2 separate regions of the Oryzias latipes genome follow, and region 1 is linked to region 2. The links are chromatin contacts, called in public Hi-C maps. All regions are on one chromosome and are shown on one strand. Each heading gives the region's core, a stretch centred on a gene start, on an enhancer-like site or on the middle of the called end of the contact. The rest is flanking DNA. Distances are from core to core; before and after follow the strand shown.

Evidence for each region. Hi-C and Micro-C count contacts between places; a contact is called where the count stands out from the background.
Region 1: a Hi-C map of embryo shows a contact between it and region 2, with 1.8 times the contacts expected there. The contact joins the enhancer-like site here to the promoter of zfhx4 in region 2. A contact is called at or near these places in 4 of 5 Hi-C or Micro-C datasets (embryo and fibroblasts).

The regions. Positions count from the first base shown.
Region 1 is chr20:13,996,597-14,004,236 of ASM223467v1, reverse strand. It overlaps LOC105356674 (trichohyalin-like), which reads right to left. Exons shown (of 9, transcript XM_023950398.1): 7 at 5,916-6,000. Among protein-coding and RNA genes, the nearest start is that of LOC105356674, 12 kb to the right of the region's middle. Within about 2 kb of position 5,521, at least 3 of the 8 cell types and tissues checked have an H3K27ac peak or open chromatin away from gene starts, as enhancers often do.
Region 2 is chr20:13,816,539-13,823,603 of ASM223467v1, reverse strand. zfhx4 (zinc finger homeobox protein 4) reads right to left here and starts at 5,109. Exons shown (of 12, transcript XM_023950365.1): 1 at 4,886-5,109.

The DNA.
Region 1 (7,640 bases), core at 4,272-6,771, 180 kb before region 2:
TTGAACTGGACTCACGCAGAGGAACAGGATTGACTGAAATCCATGTATGCGTCCGTCTGACTGTCTGTGTGTCCGTGCTGAGCGGCATGCAAACAAGCACAAAGCTGACCGTCGAGATAAAACTCCAAGCGTCTTTGGACCAGGAAAGAGCTAACGCCCCCCAAAAGAGCGGCATAAAAAGTATGCCACACACAAACCAAGCAACCACTGCACATATAAAGACATAGACACAGAGGAGACAGAGCTATCCGAGGTTCAGCTTCTGTGCACCAAAGCAATTTGTAATATAGATTTCCTCTACAGGCCACCGTAGTGTACCATTTACCATTTAAAATCCTTTGATTTTTTTTCACTGGTGGATAATTCGTCTCTAGTGAGTCAATACCAGAGATTGGGACTCTAATGAAGGAGTTATAGCCACAATGGTCATCACACTTTTAAACACACTCTGAAGTCAAATTCTTTGAAAAGCTCATCTCATGTTGACATGATGGAGGCAGCTCCAATGTATGGAGTAGGTTAATTGTACAGGAGTCATCCCGCCGTCAACAAAGAAGTTAGTTATTCCCATCTTTACATTTTTTTTAATGCACCGTATTTATCGCACTATAGTGAGCACCAGATTATAAAGTGCAACATCTAGTTTCAAACTTATGTCATATGTAAGGCGCACCGAACTATAAAGCAGATTAAGCAAGACAAAAGAGTTAGAGAAACAGTGTATACTCTTTGTTGGTAATGTCAGGGGTCAAACGTTTCCTGTAAGTCTTCTCAAGGTTTTCACAAACTGTTGCTGGTATTTTGGCGCATTCCTCCATGCAGATCACCTCTGGAGCAGTGATGTTTTGGGCCTGTCGCTGGGCAACACAGAATTTCTACTCCAGAATTTCAACTCCAAGATTTTCTATGAGATTGAGATCTGGAGGCTCCTTGAGTGTGTGTGTGGGATCGTTGTGACGCTGTAAGACCCAGCCATGTTTCATCTTCAATGCCCTTGCTGACGGAGGGAGGTTTTCACTCAAAATCTGATGATGCATGGCCCCATTTATTCTTTCCTTTAAACAGTCAGTCGTCCTGGTCCTTTTGCTGAAAGACGGCCACAAAGCATGATGTTTCCACCCCCATGCTTTACAGTACGTGTGGTGTTCTTTGGATCCAACTCAGCATTCTTTCTCCTCCTTACCAAAAAGTTCTATTTTGGTTTCATCTGCCCATAGGACATTCTCCCAATCATATTCTGGATCATCCAACTGCTCTCTAGCAAACTTTAGACGGGCCTGCACATTTATTGGTTTTAGCAGGAGGACACATCTGGCACTCCAGGACTTGAGTCCCTGGCGGCGTAGTGTGTCACTGATTGTAGCCTTTGTTACTGTAGCCCCAGCTCTCTGCAGGTCATTCACAAAGTCCTCCTATGTGGTTCTGGGATTTTTGCTCACTGTTCTTGTGATTATTTTGACCCTACGGGGGGAAATCTTGCGGGGTGCCCCTGATGAAGGTGGTCAGTGGTCTTGTATGTCTTCCATTTCCCAATAATTGCTCCCACAGTTGATTTCTCCTCATCAACCTGCTTACCTACTGTAGATTCAGTCTTCCAAGGCTGGTGCAGGTCAACAATTTAGTTTCCGGTGTCCTCAGACAGCTCTTTGGTCTTGGTCATGGTCGAGTTTGGAGTGTGACTGTTTGAGGTTGTGGACAGGTGTCTTTTTTATAGATAAAAAGTTCAAACAGGTGCCATTAATACAGGTAATGAGTGGAGGACAGAGGATCCTCTCACAGAGGAAGTTACTGGTTTGTGAGAGCCAGAAATCTTGCTTGTTTTTTAGGTGACCAAATACTTTTTTCCACCATAATTTACAAATAAATTCTTTAAAAATCAGACAATGTGATTTTCTGGATTTTTTTTTTTTCATTTTATCTTTCATAATTGAGGTATACTTATAGATAAAATTACAGGCCTCTCATCTTTTCAAGTGGGAGACCCTGCTCAATTGGTGGCCGAGTAAATACTTTGTTGCCCGCAGTAAGGCATTATGGAATATTGGGGTGCACAGTTGTTTTTTGATAAATATCAAGCCTTGTAAGTGTGCATTTTGTGGGGAAAATATGGTAGCCCTTGTTATGCATTTTGTTGTAACAAGGGTCCAAGATGTCATCAGAGAGTAGATATGTATAAAGACCTTAACCATTTGACAGTTTTTTTCTAAATTTGTTTATGTTGTTCAACACTGTTTGTTTTCAGTTTTTTTGTTTGTTCTTGATGATTATTTCAACAACAGCAGCAATACTAAATTTAGAACTGCACTATTTAGCCGATGCTCATGTTTGACTCTATTTCACAAGGGGTTTATGCATCTTTTGTGCAGTAACGTGTTCCCTAATAAGGGTGGAGCTTCAGTGGAGTCCCTTCCCACAGCTTTTGCCTTGCTTACTGGAATAATCAAACTAATACAAGTTCTCTGGCTGCTGGACGATCATGACTATCAAAGTTTGCTTGAGGTTGTCCGCCATCCAGCTGCTTCTCAATATCATCTTGAGTGGCAGCCCTTACATTACAATTATCGATATTTTGTGTGTTTTCACACATGTGAACAATGTCAAACACAGGGATTTTGCCTTTACTTTTATGATAAAAGTTTATAATTATTAAAAGCCACAGATTGCACACACTGCTGTTCTGAGATTGATCATTTTAATCGGGCATTCCACTTTGATGGTCCACGCTGCGGCCTCTCTTCGTGTCTCAGATGGGTCTTTATCGTGTGGAGTAACCCATATCTTGTTTCTGTGTGGCCCTGTGATGACTGGCATCCTGCTGGGGTGTACCTGCTTTCACACTCAGTAAGAATGAAGAAAGCAACCTTTCTAAGGCTCTGAACAGAGGCGGCTTGAGTGTGTTTTAAAAACGAATAGATGGATGATCTTTAATGCTTTATGCGGCACGTTTGGCATGAGAGACTCTGTCGTGCCATGCAACATTTCTGATCAGAGAAGACAGAGAATAGAAGGCCAGCCACAGTGCAAAGACTGAGATGAAAGGTTTTTTTCAACAGTCGTGAAATAGTTCAAGAACTATTTTTGAGCTCTGGCCCAACAGCTGACTGACAATCAACTGGCTTTAGAAGGTTTCTCTGCCAGCCCTGAGCAACCAAAATCATCAAACCCAGGTGCTCTAAACATAATGTGAGAAACTGAAGCAGAAAAGATGAGTAAAGAGAAAGACGGGGAAATGGGAATGAGAAAAAAAACGAAATGAAGAGTGGTGAAACCGAACAAGAAAGGGGAAGAAACAAAGGCCTCAGAAAAATAAAGGGAAAGAAATTAACACAAAATGGAAAATTAAGATCTGAGAGACTCTCACAGATCAATGAAGCTTAAGATAGAATTCAAAGTTATTTTAGGTGTAAGTGAACATCACTCGCTCATTCGGATTTTACCCTTAATTATCCATTCTGTCTTTGTACAGCAGCGGCTCAGTGCTGAAAACTGCGCTCCCATGAGATTCCCTTCCCCTCCAAGCCAGAACATTAGGGAATATCAAGGAATATTACACACAGGAATTAATGCTCAAAATCACCTTTCTAGGTTTAGGTTCCTCTCACAACCCTCCCTCTCTTAGACAAGATAATCCAGGCTCTAGCACCGGATATATGCCACTAATCATCCAAAAGGTTTGGGGGGGGGGGGGTATGGAGGATGGGAAGGAAAGGTAAGAAAGACCTTGGGGGAAAAGGAATGAGAGAAGAGAGATTATCAGCATTCATGTTTATGCTATACAGTAAACTTGCTCCGATCATTTGACCCAAAATGAGTCAGGTCAGCAGCTAAAAGACAAACATCAATAAACTTACTGGTGGGGGGATATGATAATTACATATAAAGAGAGGTTTGTTACTCAAATTATTTACAAGCGCTTGTGTTTGCATGCTTTCTCTCTCTGCCTCGAGTTACTGAGCAACAGCCTGGCAGAGATATTCGCTGAGCTCTGCCACCTGTTTCTCCAGCCATTCAGCACAGAACTGTATACCAACAAAAATGCCCTTGTTTTATTTCTAAATAAAAACTACAAAAAAAGTACATCTTGGTGCCACTAAGCAGGAATTCATCTATCCTCCCAAAAAGTCAAATGTAACAAAATGATATGAATTCCATTAGTGTTCCTAAAAACAAACACGGGCGTGTCACTCAGCTATTAAGTGTTAAAATAGGCCCATAAGAGTGAGAGTATATTTGCGTGTGGGTGTGTGTGGCAGCCAAGCTAAGGGAATGTGAAGGGGATCAATATGGAGGGGTCTATTTCTGCCACGCAACTGTGTGCCTGTGTGTGCTCTGGTCCATTTGTGTCTATGAGCGTGTGTGCGAGCGAGCCTGTGCGTGCCGGCTGCCCTGGCTACAGGAGAATCGATACGACAAATGATTACCATTTCCACAAACCTCCCTCCACAGCGTCGCTTCGACCGCTCTTGAGCCTCAACACCCCCACCCGCTCTCCACACGCACACGGAAACCAAAACAAACCGCGCCACCCTTGACCCACACTGTACCTTGTAAGCTGAAATAAGAATAAGAAATTACACTTTTACTAATAGCGAAGCAAAATTAGTTACACCTTTTAAAGGTCGAAGTTTTCTGCACATGAACCACAACTAACATTTAATGGATATTAAAGTAAAAAAGGAAAAACGGACTAGTAGTCACCATATAAGTATATGTAAGATAAAAACACACAAATATAAACACTTTTTTTTTCATCTTTCAATGGAAGTTTTCAGAAAGATATGCTGATGAAAACTGACTAATGACCAAACTAGACATATCATTTCAAATGAGTTCATTTCTCTTCAAATCAAAAACATTTATACAGTGTGGAAAATATAGAAAACCAGTCCTGAATTAAACTCCAACAGTGAAAGTAGGCTGCTCACCAAATCACTGACTAAATGTCTGAGCAGCAAATTTAAAGCTAATTTTAATACAGCAAGTCAGTGCCTGCGAAAGCTTAAGCACAACCAGACAGCCAAAACAAAAAAGAAAGAAAAGACTTGATAGATTGCTCCATGGAGACAGCATATGATAGGAAGAACAGAGTGGGAGAGGGAAAGGGTAGAAAGAGAGGAGGCATCCTGTGGAGAAAGGGGGGGATTTCCCACAGCACAGATGGAAGCCATTAGTACCGTGTTGTTGCTTAAAAACCTTTCATGTCTTTGCACTTATTAGATAATACTGGGTTAACAGTAAACAGCATGTTTCGGCAAATGGATCTAATATGCAGACACAGCGATTGTTTTACCACGTAGTACCTAAAACTGGCTTAAATGTCATAAAATGTAATAATTCAGAATGTAGCCTATAAAGTCGCCATACTGAGTTTTAAATTGTCGGTTGACGACGAGTATGTTCCATAGCTCAATTTAACCAAGAAACTCCCTGAGATGGAGACTTGCAGTGAGGTCATGTTGAAGCCAAAGCCACAACCACAACTATGTGTGCACAAACAGGCGCACATAAACACACACACACACACACACACACATACGGGTGGGTGAAACATGCTTGCTGATGTCATCACCACAGCTTTGGTAACACACAAGGATCAAGCAGGGGTCTCCCCTACGAACTCTGAACTCCATCACCTTCAATCTATTGTCTCTCCATATATTTTCTCCATATACTTGATAGTAAATACAAAGTATTGAATGCAATCAAATAAAAAGAATAATTACTGACTTAAAAGTGAAGGTGATTATGGCTGCTCTGTTCCACACATGTTCAGCAAAAAAAAAAAAAAAAGACCTTCTGTGCACAGCACATAAAAGGTCTAAATGTTTTTGATTACTGAGCTTATCCAGGGGAGCATGGGAACCAGGGTGGGAGAGGGTGTTTCTTTCCCCTCTTTTCCTCTTCTACCTTCTTACCTTATTTTCTCCTCCGCTAGCTTCCCCTCATTTAGGCACCCCTCCATCCGCCTCGCCTCTTCTGCACCAACTGCCAACTCCTCCACTGAGCAGGAGACAGGGAGAGACAACAGAGGAAGAAAAGTGTGAGATGAAGAGCAACAGTTCACTGCAGGCACACTTGCTTAAAATTCATTTGAATTCAAATGGTCATCTGGCAGACCAAAAAATAAATAAAAAATAGCCACATAATATCATAATATAATATAATAATAATAAACATGTTTGCTATACAGAAATAATCACGAGAACAAACATGAAAAAATATATCACAACCTCCAGCAAGCCCACCCCCCAATTAGGATTGATTCACAGAGTTTGCCTAAACAGAAATGATTATTGATTCTCAAAAAGTACAGTGGAAAAACATGAGTCACTTTGGAATCCAAAAATAAATAAAAAAAGCTCTTCCCCACAGGAGAGCTGAGCGACTTTCTGAAGCAGAGAGAGGAGGAACGGACACGTTTTACTGCTTCCACTTGAACACGGAAGCAGTTGTTCTGCAGAGACAAAAGAGGGGCTCCCCGCTTTGGTCAATAGATGGCACTCTTTACCTTGAGCGAGCTACTTGAGCCTCTGACTGCAGCCCTTCAATCACGTTCCCTTCTAAGCCGTCTCCTCCATCTTCATGCAATAAAACTCCATTGTCCTACACCAAGTAATTTAGCACATTGAGTGGATACATAAACCACGACTCAAGCTTTTTGGTTAGGTTTGGTTTGCCGGACCTTTATGGTTTCAATTAAAATTTTAAGATTTGCTACCTTCTCTTTTTCTTCTTCCTCCATGCACTGTTTTGAGTCAGTGTTTCTTCAAACCTCCTAAAACCTTTTCACAAAATTCCTTACTCATTGAATATAGCATAAACCGTCAGCCATCGGTGGCCAGGGCTAGTGAAGATTGAGAGGGTGGGCACACTGAATATGGAGAGGGTGTGTGTGTGTGTGTTAAATACTTACAGGACAAACCTTCACTATGTGTATTTGACCGAGCAAAATAGAAAAAGAGAAAATGTTAAGTGCATTTTTGTTACCCTTTTAAAGCTACACGCTAGCACTGTGTTTTTATCGAAAAGACCAAAATAAATAAATAAAAACACTCAGCTAGAACCATTAAAATAACAATGAAAGTTAAAGAAAATAAAATCTACATTTAACAGATGCAATAACCTAAGCTTTTGCACCATCAAAACTGTTTAAAAACTAAAGCCTTAGGAAAATTGAAGCTGCAGCTGGATTTCCTAAATATTTTATGATGCACAAACACTTTTGCTTGTGTGTCTGTGTGCATGTGCAAGTTTCAAACCTTGGCTATTGCACTGCACCTCAAGGTGAAAGTTTGCTATGAATCTCAATAATCAATAAAGCAGAGATGTGAAAACTTGAGATTGGGATCAAATTCATATTCAGGGCATTAGTCTTGGGGTGACCTCAGTGACACCTCCCACCAGTGGAGGCCACACAGAGAGCAATTAGTTGCATGGAACAATCGTTTACACAAACTATTCTCTAAAAGACGTACACACTGAAAAATTGAGACAGGCAACGTGCAGCATGGCTTTTTTATTTTCTAGAAATAAATCTGTAAAGAGGAAAAGTTGAATATGAGTCAAACAGCACAAAAACAAAGGGCTTACTTGTATAGTCTATTGAGTCTTAATCCTGTAAACATTTTGTGTATACATCT
Region 2 (7,065 bases), core at 3,860-6,359:
CCTCCTCCCCATGCGATCGATACCCCCCTCCTCCTCCACCCCCACCACTGTTGCGTCCCCATCCGTAAGTCTCATCTTTAAAAAAAAAAAAAAAGAACGCAAAAAAACGCACAAAATTCTCCCTCCTTTTCAGAATTATTCTAAAACAAAACGCATTTAGTTGTGATGGGAAAGATGTTACAACCCCATCTCTGGGGAAAATAATTTGGATAAATTATCAAAAGAAATAAACACGGAGCAAAAACGAGGGCGAAAAGGGAGAATATTTCAGATTTTGGTGAAACTTAAATGTGTTATTTGGGAGAAATTCAGATAAAGTGGGATGCCGATGCTTTGGAACAGCGGCTGGCTCTGAGGGGACTCTCTGTGCTCTCGGTAGCCCAACGATCGGTCTCCCTTCCTGGGCGATGGAGCCATCCACGCGTCGGTGGAGTGAGACTTTGAAACGGTGCGCGGGCAGGGGTTCGCGCATGTACGCAGTTTTAGTTAAGAAATTCTTAAATATATTAACGTTTGCTTGGGATTAAAAAAAATGACTTATAGCTGAGAGGGGATCGAGTCTGGAAGCTGCTTTACCGCGGCTGCTCGTCGTGGAAAGGTGCATATTAGCCGACTTGTTAAAAGCTGGACTTGTGCGCAGCGGTGCGTCCGGCTCGTGACTTCAAGTGCGATTTCTGAGGGTTAGAAACTGAAAGGAAGTGTCGGGAAGTGGAGGAAACGGCACAGCGGACGACTAGAAAGAAGCAGCTCGCAGCGTAAACGTCCGAGGGAGCGGACTCCAGGAAAGACAACACCATATCCGCACTGCAAAGCCACAGAAGCGGGGAGGAGGGGGGTGGGGGGGGGGACGGTCGTCTTCTTTCATTCTATCTAACCTCATCGCTGCATCCATACACCCCACAATAACATTCGTACGAACTTTCCAAAAAGGTGGATAAGAACGTGGTATCGTACTGTTCCACCGAGGACTCGTGCGTAAGAACGCCTCCAATCCTGTCACTTGCTTCTCTCAGTGGCCAAAACACTGGAGTTGCCCCCCTAACATCACGATTTCCGCTTATTCGGCACACAAAAAAACTCAACACCTGTTATCCAGGCAACCCCAAAAGTCAAAGATCCACCAGCGAGATAGATAATCGATACCCGACCCCTAAACGGAACACCCCAAACTACTCAATAAAAGTTAAAGGGAGAGGTGCAAAGGAAGAAAAAAAAAAAAAAAAACTTACTTTCTTCCCTCTCCAAACCGTCACCTCCGCTCCTCTCTTTGCTCTTGATTTTATAAAACAGTCACATCCAGCGGCTTGCGTAATTACACAACAAAAACGTGGAAAAACAGGGGAAATTACGATAATCCTCCAACTTTATAATGGGAAAAAAGGGGGTAAAATCACAAATGTCAAGCGCTTAGAGAGCTCTATCCCTTATTTTGGTTCCGGTGGCGGTGAAACGACGTGTCGACGGGCTGCCTTGCAGTTTCTCTTGTGGACGAGGGTCGGGGGAAACGGAGGAAAGGAAATGAAAATCCGATATGTCTTTATTCTGCTAATTATTATCGTTTTAGCCCTGTTTAAAAAAATGGCTGATTAAGTTGAGTGCGCATGTCTTTGTGTGTCTATTTCCCGATATGCACTCTGGGAATGGGTAGAGAGACACAGAGAGAGAGAGGGCGAATAGGAGAGAGAGAGGGAGAGAGGGAGAGGAGAGAGAGAAGGAGGGAGGGAGCAAAGGGAGACGGAGAGGGAGGGAGAGAGGAGAGAAGTGTAATTAGTGAGTTGATCAACAGTCTCCACATTGCAAATGACGCGCACACGGAGCCCTGGCGGCCGCATGGGTCTCTGCGCTTTGGAAACCCTTTTGTATGCTCAGGGCCAAATTACGCACAACAATAGGCGCGCGCTTCTTCCACACTAATCGGGATTCCCTTTAGGAAACACTTCCAAGAACACATTTTATGTTTTATTTTTATATTTTATAAACAAATTTGTCATAGGTTTACCTGCAAAAAAAGAACACAAAACAATAAAAAGAAAATAAAAATACGTCTTCTTTTCCACCATATCAGCTTGATTTATTTATTATTGATGATGAAACAGGTGCACTATTTTCCAAAGCGCAGAGAAAACGTTTCAGCTGGAAAATAATAATTGAAATGTTTTTAGTTTTTTTCTTTTCTTTTAAAAGTATATATCTAATAGGTTTAACTACAAGAAAATAAACTGAGCCACAACATGATGCGCATCAAACCGGATCTGCACCTTTAAAGAAAATATCTATTTTTAAAGTAAAAAAACAAGAAAAATCCACCCCACGCGCGGATTTGTATATTCTTTGCTGAAATATTGTTTTTCCTGAAAAATAGGGATTTTACTTTCGATCTGCTGATCTCTGCATGTGGGCTGCGTATAAACAGTTGAGCTTAAAAAAATCCAATCCACAAAGCTTCAGAGTAATCCACCACATGTTGGAAAGTCATCTTTGCCCTTTCGGGACCACTGAGGCCCCGTGTGGGTTCAATAGAGCCAAACTGCAAAATCCAATACAGGGTCACCCAAAAATCCCCCTCTCCTTTCAAAGCTCAATTCACTGGCGTCTACATTTAGTGTTTCTTCCAAAGTGCCCCGGTCTTTTAGCGGTATACTTTTTCAATGCAAACCGTTTACTGTGTTTCCCCCACCGGTTTCTTAATAGAGGCTTTTGGGCAATAGGAAGACTTTCCACAGTCTCAATCGGGGGGGAAATCAAGAGATCTTGTTCGCCTTCATGGAAAAAATCGAAGCTGGGGGTGAATTGAACTGCATGAGCCGGGGCTTGGGATGTGATGATAAGGCTGCTGCTGGCAAGTGAAGTACAAGGTCTCCTTTGCAGCCACATTGACTGGACTGCTCTCATACCAACTGGATCCTTAAGAAACCAAGGGATCCGAGCCCGACCCGACCCGAGGCTGTTTATTCTGGGTGTAGAGCGGTCCTTTTACTGAGAGGGTGGGTGGGTCGAGGTGATGAACACAGAGGCGTCACTTTCCACCCGGATCCAAGGCTCTTACTCTCGCCGCTGCTGCTGCAACTGCCTCCCCTGTCCTTCAGGGGGGTTCTCTAAGCCTGCCAGCCCTGGGAGGCGTCGCTCACACACGGCTTGGAGAGTCGGCTCTACCCGCTGCCGCTACGGACGCGCACCTAGTGGCGCATTGATCTGTCCAAAGCTGCACGGAATGGACCTATTTGTCATTTCTTACACCTTGAACGGAGGACTTATTTGAACACAAAGCAGATTTTCCCCCCCCCCATTTCTTTCTCTTTTTCTGTGCGCATTTCTGCGAGAGGATGCCCTTCTTTCCAGCTTTCCAGTGATTAAACAGCTGCGCGTGCCGCTGCCATTTTCAGCAAAGATGCGTCTGTTATTTATTTATTTTTGTTTGTTTTCCCCGAGAAAATGAGAAAGTGCAAAGCGGATTTAGAGAGCTGATACAGACTGCCGCTTATCTTAACCTCCTGCGTTTTGTAAATCCCCCTGTCCGCCACCCTCCCCTCTCTCCCAGCAGACGATGCTCTTTCTCTGGAGGACCGCTCGACAATAGACCGCCTTAGCTAATATTTCTCCCCATTTCCATATCAGCGGCATCCTCAATTAATTATAGATTTTTATCTGCATTCTCCGGTTTGGCACCGCTGTGCGCGCTTTTGCGCACGAATCAATGTGCGACTTATGTGGGTAAAGAAAATAAACAGCTGAGCTGAGCAACGTCACGGTGGGATCACCGAAAACTTTGATCAAGATGAGTGAAATAAAAATTTTTGGGTGGGATTGTCGTGTAATTATCCGGCATTAAAGGAGTTCCTCTCGCTCTGATGCATCAATACTCTTTTTAAAGGTAGGAGTTAAACCTTGAAGTGATTTTGTGTCACTTCAGCGGATCAATCATGAAATATCAATATATTGGCTGCATCATCACTGTATGATGCCATGTAAAATAACTGTTCAACTGATCAATCAATCAATATTTGATGAGGTCAAAGTCGAAATTCGATTGATTTATTTTTGGCTTTTGCTCAATTTGTTACATTTTTTAATAAATGTCTTAAGTTCTAAGTTATTTTATCCATCCAGTCCAAACACCTGCTCAAATTAATTTTTCTTTTAGTGGATGTCCATCGGACTTCCGCCTTGTTTGTCCAGTGCGTCGGCGCCCTCATGGGGTTACAGAGCTGACCCCCTCCGCCTCACCGGGGCAGACACAAAAGCACGCCAAAAAAGCTCCCAGCTCTGACCCGCAACCCTGCCACAGTGACCCACAAGCCCACTCAACACGCAAAAACAAGCCCCAGAAAGGCCCTAAAAACAAACAATAACAAGTGACACTCTCTAAAGCATAACACCAATGTGAGCCTTTCTCCCAGGATGTGCAGGTAAAGTCAAGAAAACCGCTACAAAAATGTTGAAATTTGCGCAAAAATCAATCGGACAGACCGTACATAATCCAAGAAATCAGAATATATCTCAATTCATAAAAAATCCATGAAATCGTTTACTTTAACAAATACAATCTACAAAAGAGCAGAAGTATAAAAAATAAAAAATAAAGGTGTCACTACATGTTCTTTCAGCTCAGCCTCAGAAGAAAAAGTCCAAAAAAGAAGAAAGCGGCAATTACTGAGAACCATAAAACATGAAAAAAGAAGGAAAACAATAAAACAAGCTAAAGTTTTTGCCTACAAACCATTAAACTATGGAGACATTTTCCCCTTCAGCCCTTAAAGCCACTCAGCAACGGTCGTGTAAAAACTTAAAATTCGCCCTCTCTTACCTTTGTGTTTTTTTTTAATTTTCCCAAACTAAAATAAGGCAGAGCAAAAAGAAGAAACATAAAAATGCAGTCTCGTGGTACCTTTGGTATAAAGCATTCCGTTTTCCTTCTTTTCTGTCTTTCTCTTGCTCAGTAGCGATCCGATAATAGCATATGGAAAGTGTTTTCAAAATGCCCAGATTTGGCACATTGTCATTGAAAAGAGAGGAGCGCAGTGATGCGGTGCTACAACAGGGGAAATGAGTTGCGGATTGGACGCAGCCCGCCTCGGTGCGGACTTATCCCACTTTAATTTAATATTCCGCAATCACACACACTAGTGATGGCATATAATTCAAGGAGAAATTCAGAGGGAAGGAAATGCTTTTGTGTGTGCGTGCGTGCGCGTGTGTGCGCGTTATTTTTTACACCACTTTATTTGATTAAGGAGAGAGGCAGCACAATATTGTCTTTTTAAAGTCTGTTTCCCCCTTCTTTTTCTTTTTTCTCAACTCCTAAATCAGATTTTTTTTGTCTTTAAAAAACATGAAACAATAAGATATTTATTTTTGTTTGTATTCAGGTATTTATTTACAAATCAACTATCTTGACTTCTGTGCGCAACGGTGGCACACTGGAATCTTCCCTAACATAAAATCGAGACCCATAAACGCTTGTTTGTAAAACACTGAACCCAAAATCAATGTATTGGGTCATTTCAATCGATTATATAAACGAAAATCCATACGCAACATGAGACCGGTATCAGCCCACTCTTCCGCTCCCTTTTTAAAGAGAGGGAGGGAGAGGGAAAAAAAAGCAAAGAGAAGAGCAGAAAAAAAGGAAAGCTATTGCGCCTGCATGGGCTAAAAACAAAGAGCTGCTTTTTTGCCTTATAGTCCAAGATCAGAACTTCTTTAACATTTTCACGTGGAGGACTAAAAACAGCACCTTACATCAAGGGGGTATGATTTAATTGGATTATGCCCCTGGGATTTTCAATATTCTTTTTCTTTCTTTCTCTTTTTTGTCATTGATTTAGAATTTCTTCCTGCTGTGACTGAGGTGATACAAGTGAAACCTTTGTTCAGACAATTTACTTGAAATTACAGGGAAATAAAACAATTCCTCATATTGACCCCTACCCCCCCTGCATCCCTCCCCCATGGGCACCCTTGGCCTTGAAGCTTTCTCCAAGTCCGATTTTTGATGCTTATATGTCAAAGTGCTTCCAGATGAACGCGGACAGTCCTGATGACCACAATTAGACGAGTGCCTCTAATCAAAATCAAAGCGGGTGTACACGGGTTTGCGCAGCATTCGGAGGGGGAGAGGAGGATGGGGGGGGGGGGTCAAGGGGAGTCGTTTCTGCGCACCTCCCCTTCCTGAACTCCATGGAGGACCCCGTTCTATATCTTCCACCTGCACGCCGAAGTATCCCACTTCAGCATCCCACGGCCGAGCCCCTTCAGGCGCTGCAATCACACATGCAAATGCCCAACCCCTAGACGCATGGAGCTGGACAGCCGGTGCGCGCCGTCAAATGAGCTGTTGCATAAACTCTAGTAATATGCAACATGATATTAGGTGAGGGTGGGGGGAGGAGGAGGAAGAGTGGGGGGGGGGGTAAGGACAAGCGGAAGGGTTAAAAATGGGTGGTGCCAGTCATGTAAAATTTACACAGGACCACAGCTGTTGGGGCTCTCGAGCTAGGGAAGACACAGGGAGGTGGAGGAGAGGGATAGAGAGGTGGTGGTGGGGAGGGGTAGCTCTTGAGACTGAGGGGTGAAGGGGGTGGACGGGGGTAAGGGCAAAGGCTGGCGAGGGGTCCTGTCGATGCAGCTCTGCTTATTTGATAAGCACAATCTGACTGGGACGCAAAGGGGGTCGAATCTGCCATGATACCCCCCCCCCCCCCTCCAATCCAAAAAAAAATATACACAAGTTTCGATACAACCATGAAGAGGATGCGGGGCAAGACGAGACACATGGGGAAAAGGGTGAGTTGCTAGATAAAAAAAATGACCTGAAACGCATGCAAACCTGACGCGCACAGTAATTTTTACTGACTTCACATTTGTTTAAAAAAACAAAAACCCAAATCACCAGCCGTCCAGCCCAAACCATAATCACACCTCAGCAGAAAAGCAAAAAACAAACAAGAACTGAGCGCTTTACTGAAGAACCCACTGGACCATAAATTCTGACTAGAAAGGGTCCCAACGAGGTAACATATAAGTACACACACACACACACACACAAACACACTGACGCAGACGCGC